Linked DNA regions of Sus scrofa: region 2 is linked to region 1. Evidence: chromatin contacts called from public Hi-C data. All regions are on one chromosome and are shown on one strand. The core of a region is the stretch at or near the end of the contact, and the rest is flanking DNA. Distances in the headings are between cores, read along the strand shown.

Evidence for each region. A called contact is a pair of places that touch in the nucleus more often than the background predicts.
Region 2: a contact with region 1 is called in a Hi-C map of liver, with 5 times the contacts expected there. The contact joins two enhancer-like sites. A contact is called at or near these places in 3 of 47 Hi-C or Micro-C datasets (all in liver) and 1 of 2 datasets of contacts at active chromatin or transcription factors (alveolar macrophages).

The regions. Positions count from the first base shown.
Region 1 is chr4:80,042,572-80,046,562 of Sscrofa11.1, forward strand. All of the region lies in intron 8 of SPIDR (DNA repair-scaffolding protein), which reads right to left. Among named protein-coding and RNA genes, the nearest start is that of SPIDR, 150 kb to the right of the region's middle. Within about 2 kb of position 1,485, at least 19 of the 83 cell types and tissues checked have an H3K27ac peak or open chromatin away from gene starts, as enhancers often do. A contact at or near this core is called in liver, where this site is marked.
Region 2 is chr4:80,111,324-80,115,501 of Sscrofa11.1, forward strand. All of the region lies in intron 5 of SPIDR (DNA repair-scaffolding protein), which reads right to left. Among named protein-coding and RNA genes, the nearest start is that of SPIDR, 77 kb to the right of the region's middle. Within about 2 kb of position 1,533, at least 18 of the 83 cell types and tissues checked have an H3K27ac peak or open chromatin away from gene starts, as enhancers often do. A contact at or near this core is called in liver, where this site is marked.

The sequences.
Region 1 (3,991 bases), core at 235-2,734:
AAAAGAAAAGAAAAAAAAAAGAAAGTGATCCAGTGTTCAGAACCACCACCAAGAGTGTGATTCGTGATTGGGGTTAGAAAAATCCTTTAGGTATTTTTACTATTTTACTCTTTGGATTATTCTTTCAAGATTACATTCCTAAAACAGGCAGGGATGGCATTTTTACTGAGAAAAATTTTTGAGTAAGGTAATAATTGACATTCATTTTCAAAAAATTACTTTAAAATTTTCTCAAAATATCCATGAATGTTCCAAACAGCATTAAGAGAGGTCCTATATTACCAAAAACCCCCACAAAAAACAAAAAGAAAAAAAAAAAAACCCTACTCCATACATATGCTTAGGATTTGGGTCAAACAGAAAACAGAACCTCTACTGAGCAGTCATTAATCAGGCTAGTTTGATTTTTTTTCTCCTGGTCATTTTTCTTTAGCCAGCAAAGATTGGCAAAGAGACTCTCCACAGTGTCATCATGCCAGGCTGAGAGGGAATGTTGCACTTGAGAACACTTGGAGGCCCAGGGATGATGCCTGCATGGAAGTACTGTCCCTGACTGCTTCGCACTGAGTTAGCAGGAGAGCATTACTGTTAAGTGAACACCACCTGCCCTGTAAGGTTTTATCTAAGCTGAGCTAGGAGGACCTATAAACTGTGTGCTTTCATAGCTATAAATACACATATTCCCACTTCCTCAAAAATGAACTAGTTGTCTAATTTCAAGATATTCTCAGAAAGCATGGAGACCATATGGTTGTACTTGTCTCAAAGAGCCAATTTCCACTTCTACCACCAATACCAGCCCTGCCCCCAAGAAACTCACAGCATAGGAGGAGAGACTTAAGTGTGTTCTAACAGAGGCATGTGGAAGGCACAATGTAGCACGCAAGAGAGAGCAACCACGTATGCCTTGAGCTGGGAAGAAAATGGCAAGGAACGTACAAAGAGAAGGGGGAGGAGGGGTGCAAGTTTTGTCATGTGGACCAGGGGGGTATGAAAAGCCCCTCTAGTAAGAAATAACAGTGCCTTTAAACAGGGGAAAAAGTACGGACCCTTGGTGACCACAACAGTCATTATCATCTGGAGAACAGGACCAGCCAAAGGCCACCTTTATTCTGACATCTGCCTTTATCTCATAGATTACCATTATGCCAAAAATAATAGAAGAAAAAATAAGTTAGAAAAATTTCTTTATTCTAGCTGGGACATGTATGGGTATAGAATGTTGTGCTTCTATGATTTGAAGACAGAAGACAGAAAACATAATTGTTTCCAACACCTTTTAAGCAAGAATAAATTCATACTAAATTATGAACTATCATTTGTGTTCACAGGTATTACTTAATTTAATGGGTACGATTACTGCATATTGGAAATAATTCATGTGCTGAATGTAGTGTTCTTAAAGGAAGATGCACTAAGAGGGCAAGGCAACTGACACCTACCACATTTCCTCTGTGTAGGAGCTCACAGGCCAGAGCTTTATGCCAGGAACTCAAGGGTTGTGCTAACAACCTATCCTTAGAAGACCAGGGCCAGAAAGCAGAACATTTTTAAACAGTGGAACTTTTTTGTTTGCTTTTCCATTCTTTACTTTTGTGATAAAGAGTATGCATGGGCCAACTGGAAGGTTGCATTTGATATGAAACATTCCATTCATTCAATAACGTTTAATATTTAACCATAAGTTTATTGCTTTAACTGTAATGTTCTTAACAAGGCTTCTAAGTGAGATCAAAACGGGCTTGTGTTTCTGCAAGTAGCTGCCTGTGCGGCTGGATCAAAATTACTGATGTCTAGCTTCCCTGAAATAAAGCAACTTTGCTCTAGACAGTAAAGATGCAGTATCCTCTGACCTCGCTGAAAGGGTGAAAACATACTCCTTTAGAAACAAGTCCATAGCGCATCTCATCTCTAGGACTTCACCTAGTTTACCCCATGTGTGTCATCTCAGAGAGCAGTGTTGTACTCAATCCTTGGATGATACCTATACTACTCAGTACAGTTACTTCCCAGTTCTCTACAGAATTCTTACCTGAGTTTTACATGATTTTCCTAATCAATCACTGTGTGAAGACGAAGCCTCTGAACCATACAATTATGTTTTTATAGCACAGAGAAATACATATGAAAACAGGTTCATAATGGACCTTTTTATTTATTATCACTTATCTTCAGTCATATGAAAAGCACAGCCAAGTATTACCTGCCAGGCTAGAAACGAACATAAGGAGGCTCAAGAAAAAAAAAAAAAAAAAAAAAAAAAAAAAGACTGGAAATGTCGTGCTGGACCTTAAACACTGGACAAGTGTAAGCCTAATACACTTTCCACCAAGTTCCCTCAAGTCTAAGGAATCAACATTTCTCTTTGGTCCCACCAGACCCTCAACCCAGCAACACTCTCCCCGCCTTGGCTGCCACTCTGTCACTGGTCACAGCACAGCGCTAAGGTGTAAGTCAGGATCTCTCTCCATCAAGGCTTATTTTTTTTGGCTATGCCAATGGCATGCAGAAGTTCCAGGGCCAGAGACTGAACCTATGCTACAGCTGTAACCAGAGCCACAGCAGTGACAATCTTGGATCCTTAACCACTGAGCCACAATGGAACTCCATCCATCAAAGCTTCTTGAGCCTCACAACTGGACACTGCAAAGTGACAATCCATTATCCCAGTCTCTTCTCGGAGAGAGACAGTAGGGTGAGAGGGATAGGCCCTATTCAGTACTTGTTCGTAATTATTATGCACACCTTTTTGCAGAATACAGTCTTGCTAGTTGCCTTCCTGAGCACTCTTGTTACTGCAGAGGAGTCTTCATGCTTAGGCTTCTTGGTATAGAAAATGAGGAAAACAAAGAGCAAGAGCCCTGAAGGGCTATTGTGAGGTTAACTGAGATTCAGGAACGGAGCACTGTACCTGGCATATTATGAACACTAACGTAAATATTAGCAATTATCACTCTTGTACTATTTAGAAGTTTAATAATGAACTGATTAGTTGGGACAGCACTGGAATTTTGGAAGGCTGTGAACTCATAGATTTGGACCTTGTAACATAGGGATTATTTGACCTATAAAATTTACTTATTCTTAATTTTAATAGCAAACTAAGTTTTACTAAAGATTCCATTTAAATTGTTTCTACACATCTACAGAAAATAATGCCTTCATACTTCCAGAGTGTGTACTACAAAAGTATGAATTTTGGTCTGGTAACTCATTTGTGAAGTGGAACAAACACTCGAGAATGAGTAGCTCTCTTAATTGCTCTCTTCTGCATTTTGTTTGTTTTGTTTTGCTTTTTAGGGCTGCACCCATGGCATATGGAAATTCCCAGTCTAGGGGTCAAAGTGAAGCTAAGGCTGCCAGCCTATACCACAGCCACAGCAATGCCAGATCCGAGCTGCATCTGTGACCCACACCACAGCTCACATCAACACCACATCCCTGACCCACTGAGTGAAACCAGGAATCAGTCCCGGGTCTTCATGGATGCTAGCTGGATTTGTTTCCACTGCGCCACAATGAGAACTCTCTGCATTTGTTTTTATGATGGCAAAAGACATGTAACACAAATTTTACCATTTAACCATTTTTTAAAAATTTTATGGCCACACCCACAGCATATGGAAGTTCCTGGGCCAGGGACTAAATCTGAGCCACTGTTGTGACCTACACTGCAGCTGTGACAATGCTGGATCCTTCGACCCACTGTGCTGGGCTAGGGATCGAACCTGCACCTCAGCAGTGACCCAAGCTGCTACAGTTGGATTCTTAACCAACCACGCCACAGCTGGAACTCCCATTTAAACATTTTTTTAAAGCAGACAATTCAGTGGCATTAAATATATGCATAATGTATAACCATTATAACTGTCTATTTCAAAAACTTTATTGCTATCCCAAAGAGAAGCTCTATACCTATTAAAGGTACTCTCTAATTCCCTCACCCCTTGGTAATCTCTAGTCTACTGTCTCTATGAATCCGCCTATTTTA
Region 2 (4,178 bases), core at 283-2,782, 69 kb after region 1:
TTTCACAGGATTTCCATCCCATGGCCCAAGCACATCTCCCCATCCCCCAAACTGTCTCCTCCAGAGACTGTTTCACTTAGCATGACAGTTTTTCAATGTCTGTGAGTCAGCATCTGTTCTGCAAAGAAGTTCAGTCTGTCCTTTTTTCAGATTCCTCATGTCAATGAAAGCATTTGATGTTGGTGTCTCATTGTATGGCTGATTTCACTTAGCATGACAGTTTCTAGGCCCATCCATGTTGATAAAAATGCCAGTATTTCGTTCATTTTAATGGCTGAGTAATACCCCATTGTGTATATGTACCACATCTTCTTGATCTACTCTTCTGTTGATGGACATTTAGGTTGTTTCCATGTTTTGGCTATTGTAAATAGTGCTGCAATGAACAGTGGAGTACATGTGTCTTTTTGAGTTGTGGTTTTCTCTGGATAGATGCCCAGGAGTGGGATTGCTGGATCAAATGGTAGTTCTATTTTTAGTTTTCTGAGGAATCTCCATACTGCTTTCCACAGTGGTTGCACCAGTTTACAATCCCACCAACAGTGTACTAGGGTTCCTTTTTCTCCACACCCTCTTCAGCACTTAGTGTTTGTAGACTTTTTGATGAGGGCCATTCTGGCTGGTGTAAGGTGGTACCTGATAGCGGTTTTGATTTGCATTTCTCTAATGATGAGTGACGCTGAACATCTTTTCATGTGTTTCTTGGCCATCTGTATGTCTTCTTTGGAGAACTGTCTGTTTAGATCTTCTGTGCATTTTTTGATGGGGTTGTTTGTTTTTTTGGTATGGAGCTGCAGAAGGTGTTTATAAATTTTGGAGATGAATCCCTTGTCAGTCGATTCACTTGCAATGATTTTCTCCCATTCTGTGGGTTGCCTTTTCGTGTTGTTTAGGGTTTCCTTTGCTGTGCAGAAACTTTTAAGTTTGATTAGGTCCCATTTGTTTATTTTTGTTTTTACTGTCAGTACTCTAAGAGGTGGATCTGAGAAGATGCTGCTGTCGTTTATGTCAGAGAGTGTTTGGCCTATGTTTTCCTTTAAGAGTTTGATAGTGTCTGGTCTTACATCTAGGTCTTTAGTCCATTTGGAGTTTATTTTTGTGTATGGTGTTAGGGAGTGTTCTAATTTCATTCTTTTCCATGTGGCTTTCCAGTTTTCCCAGCACCACTTATTGAAGTAGCTGTCCTTTCTCATTGTATATTCTTGCCTCCTTTGTCATAGATTAGTTGATCAGTGGAACAGGATAGAAAGCCCAGAATTAACCTCTTTATTTTTAAATGATACCTTTGTAGCTAAATACCTACTCAAGTGGTAAAACAAAAGAAAGACTAAACTAAAATCATTCCTTGAGAAAACCAATTATGGGACAGAAAAAGCTCACTTTATTTCATGCAAAAACAAAAGCCTCAAGCCCTGGTCTCAGCCCAGGTTAGAAGGCGTTTCCCCCAGTGAAGTACCTTGTGTACCTACCAGCCCTGCTGTGGGGGCAGGTGCTGGCTGCACCCTACCTGGCAGGGCGAAGTCCTGCAGCACTGGTTTCTGCTCTCCAGGGCTTTCCACCCAATTACTGGCTAGCCCAGACCTGCCCTGTGAGGATCTTACAAGATCAACAAGAGCTGGACTATGCTAAATTCACCATGTTTATCCAGGTTCAGCCTCTTTTTCTTCAAGTCACACTAAAATGAGAACAGTTGGGAATCTTAAGGAAATAATAAGAAAATTATAAGCTCTTATCTGATTAGAAGCTTTTAAATCCAGTAACAACCACTAAATATTTTTAAGGAGGATAAAAGGTAGGAGCAACAGCAAAAATGCTCAAGAAAATATGCCACAGCAACTGTGATGGTAAAATTACCAAAACCAAGACAGCGCTTAAAAATTACAGGGAATGAAAGAGTACTGGTGGCTGATAAGCCTACAAATTTAGTTAGCAAATGCTTTAATTTTCACTTCCAATTCTAAAATGGAATTCATTCACTTAACAAATTAGTTTAATGCCTGCTATGTATCAAAATTCATTCTGGGTACAATGGATATAGTGGTGGAGGGGACACCAAAATCCTTATCCATGTGGTTTTTAAATTCTAGTAGAATCATAACACACAGACAGACACAAACTCCTTAATTAACGTGGGCTGTTCTCTGGCTATTTATCAAGAACTAGCGTGAAACTTGAGTGAAAAAGAACTAGTGTGAAAAAAGATAGCAACACCACCTAGAATGGAAGACTCCAAGCTACTAACAATTTTATGTTCTATTGGGATTAAAAATAAATAAAAGCAACATAATTCTAGACAACAGAGCCTTAAACTACAGATAGGAGATATACTTTCACTGTTTACTTTGTATGCTTTTTGTGACAGAAACTTTATACATGAAAATCATTGCCAGCTACTGAGAGGGAAAACAAAAGCTACAGATTTTTCTCACACATTCAGAAAAAAAAAAAAAACACCACATCTTTTCTGAGGTAAACAGGTTTAACAAGCTACACCCATGGTTACACCTCTGTAAACCACTTGGCTTGCCTTCCTCAAACCAAATATTTCCAACCTTAAATTCCAGCCTGATGAGAACTACACAACTCAAATTCTACCAACATGGGTTCACGAAAGCACCACTCCACCTCATCTTAGTGTCCAAAATGTCTGCTCTGAGGAGCCCAACGAGGAAATGAGAAACAGCAGGGCAAAGGCTCATAAGAGAAAAGGTGACAAAGAGAGAAACTGCAACACTCAAGAAGGAACCTGCTGGGTCAAAGTTCACCCAGCAGCAGCTGATCATAAGAGCCTACGGGCCCAAGGCCACAAAGGCACTGCAGCAGAAGCAGAGACCCACCAGAACCAGGATCACATGGCCTGGCAAATAACTCTAACAAAGAAAAGCACCCTCCCTCCAAGGAATACAGCATACAACTGGAATATGGATGCAGCCTGTGACACAACCTACAGACCATTCTCTCTGTTTAAAATATATTAAAAGACACAGCCCGTCTTTGTCAACACTGTTGTCTAGCAGACCCAGACAAGGGCAGGCATATGTACTCTGGTTTGCTGGAGGCTAAGGGGCATCCAACTCAAACCTACACTCAAAAGAGAAGCCTCAAAATTAACAGAGAAGCAAAAATGCCAGCATACTCAAAAAATTAATGTGTTCATTTATGCAAATAAACCCAGAGGCAAGACATAGGTTGTTGCTCGTTATAAGCCAGGCTTTGCTTTTATTCAAGGCAAAAGAATTAAAATCCTATACAAACTATTAGGTACAAAATAAGCTACAAGGATATACTGTACAACATGGGGACTGTAGACAATATTTTATAATAATTATAAATGGAGTATAGCATTTAAAAATTGTGAATCACTATATCATACACCTGTAAGATATATAATATTGTACAGCAACTATATTTCAATTAAAAAAAAAAAAACTAACCTAACCAAAACTAAAATAAAATCCTACACAATGAGGATGGGGTTGGGGTGTGGGGTTGGAATGAAAGAAATGGAGGGAGGAGCTTGGAGAAGGGAGAAGACTTCAAAGGAAAAAAGCCAGGTAGGAGTTCCCATCATGGTGCAGCAGAAATAAATCCGACTAGGAACCATGAGGTTGCGAGTTCGATCCCTGGCCTTGCTCAGTGGGTTAAGGATCCAGCATTGCTGTGAGCTGTGGTATAGGCTGCAGATGCGGCCAGGATTTGGCATTGCTGCAGCTCTGGCGTAGGCTGGCAGCAGTAGTTCCGATTAGACCCCTAGCCTGGGAACTTCCACATGCCTTGGGAGCAGCCCTAAAAAAAAAAAAAAAAAAGACAAGAAAAGAAAAAAGCCAGGTAAATGCCCTAAGGAATGAGGGACAAACAAAAGCAAAAACAGTGAAAAGCTGGTACACAGACTCACAGGGTTACAGGGCCTAGGGTATACCCTCCAAACATGGGTTCCAGGAGGTGTTAATAGGCATTAAGAGAAAAGGGAGCACTGCCATCAATCACCTTAAATTCTGAGATTTCTTAGGAGCCTTTAATATGTCCTTCCGCAGTGTGACCTTTAGGAAGAAGTTGTAATTTTTCGTAATTTCTTCTACTTCTATCCTCTTACATGTTATATGCTGAATATAATTTAGTATTTTCTTGACAACTCACAATTCTGTTTGTGGATAACCATTATTTTGGACTTGGAGATA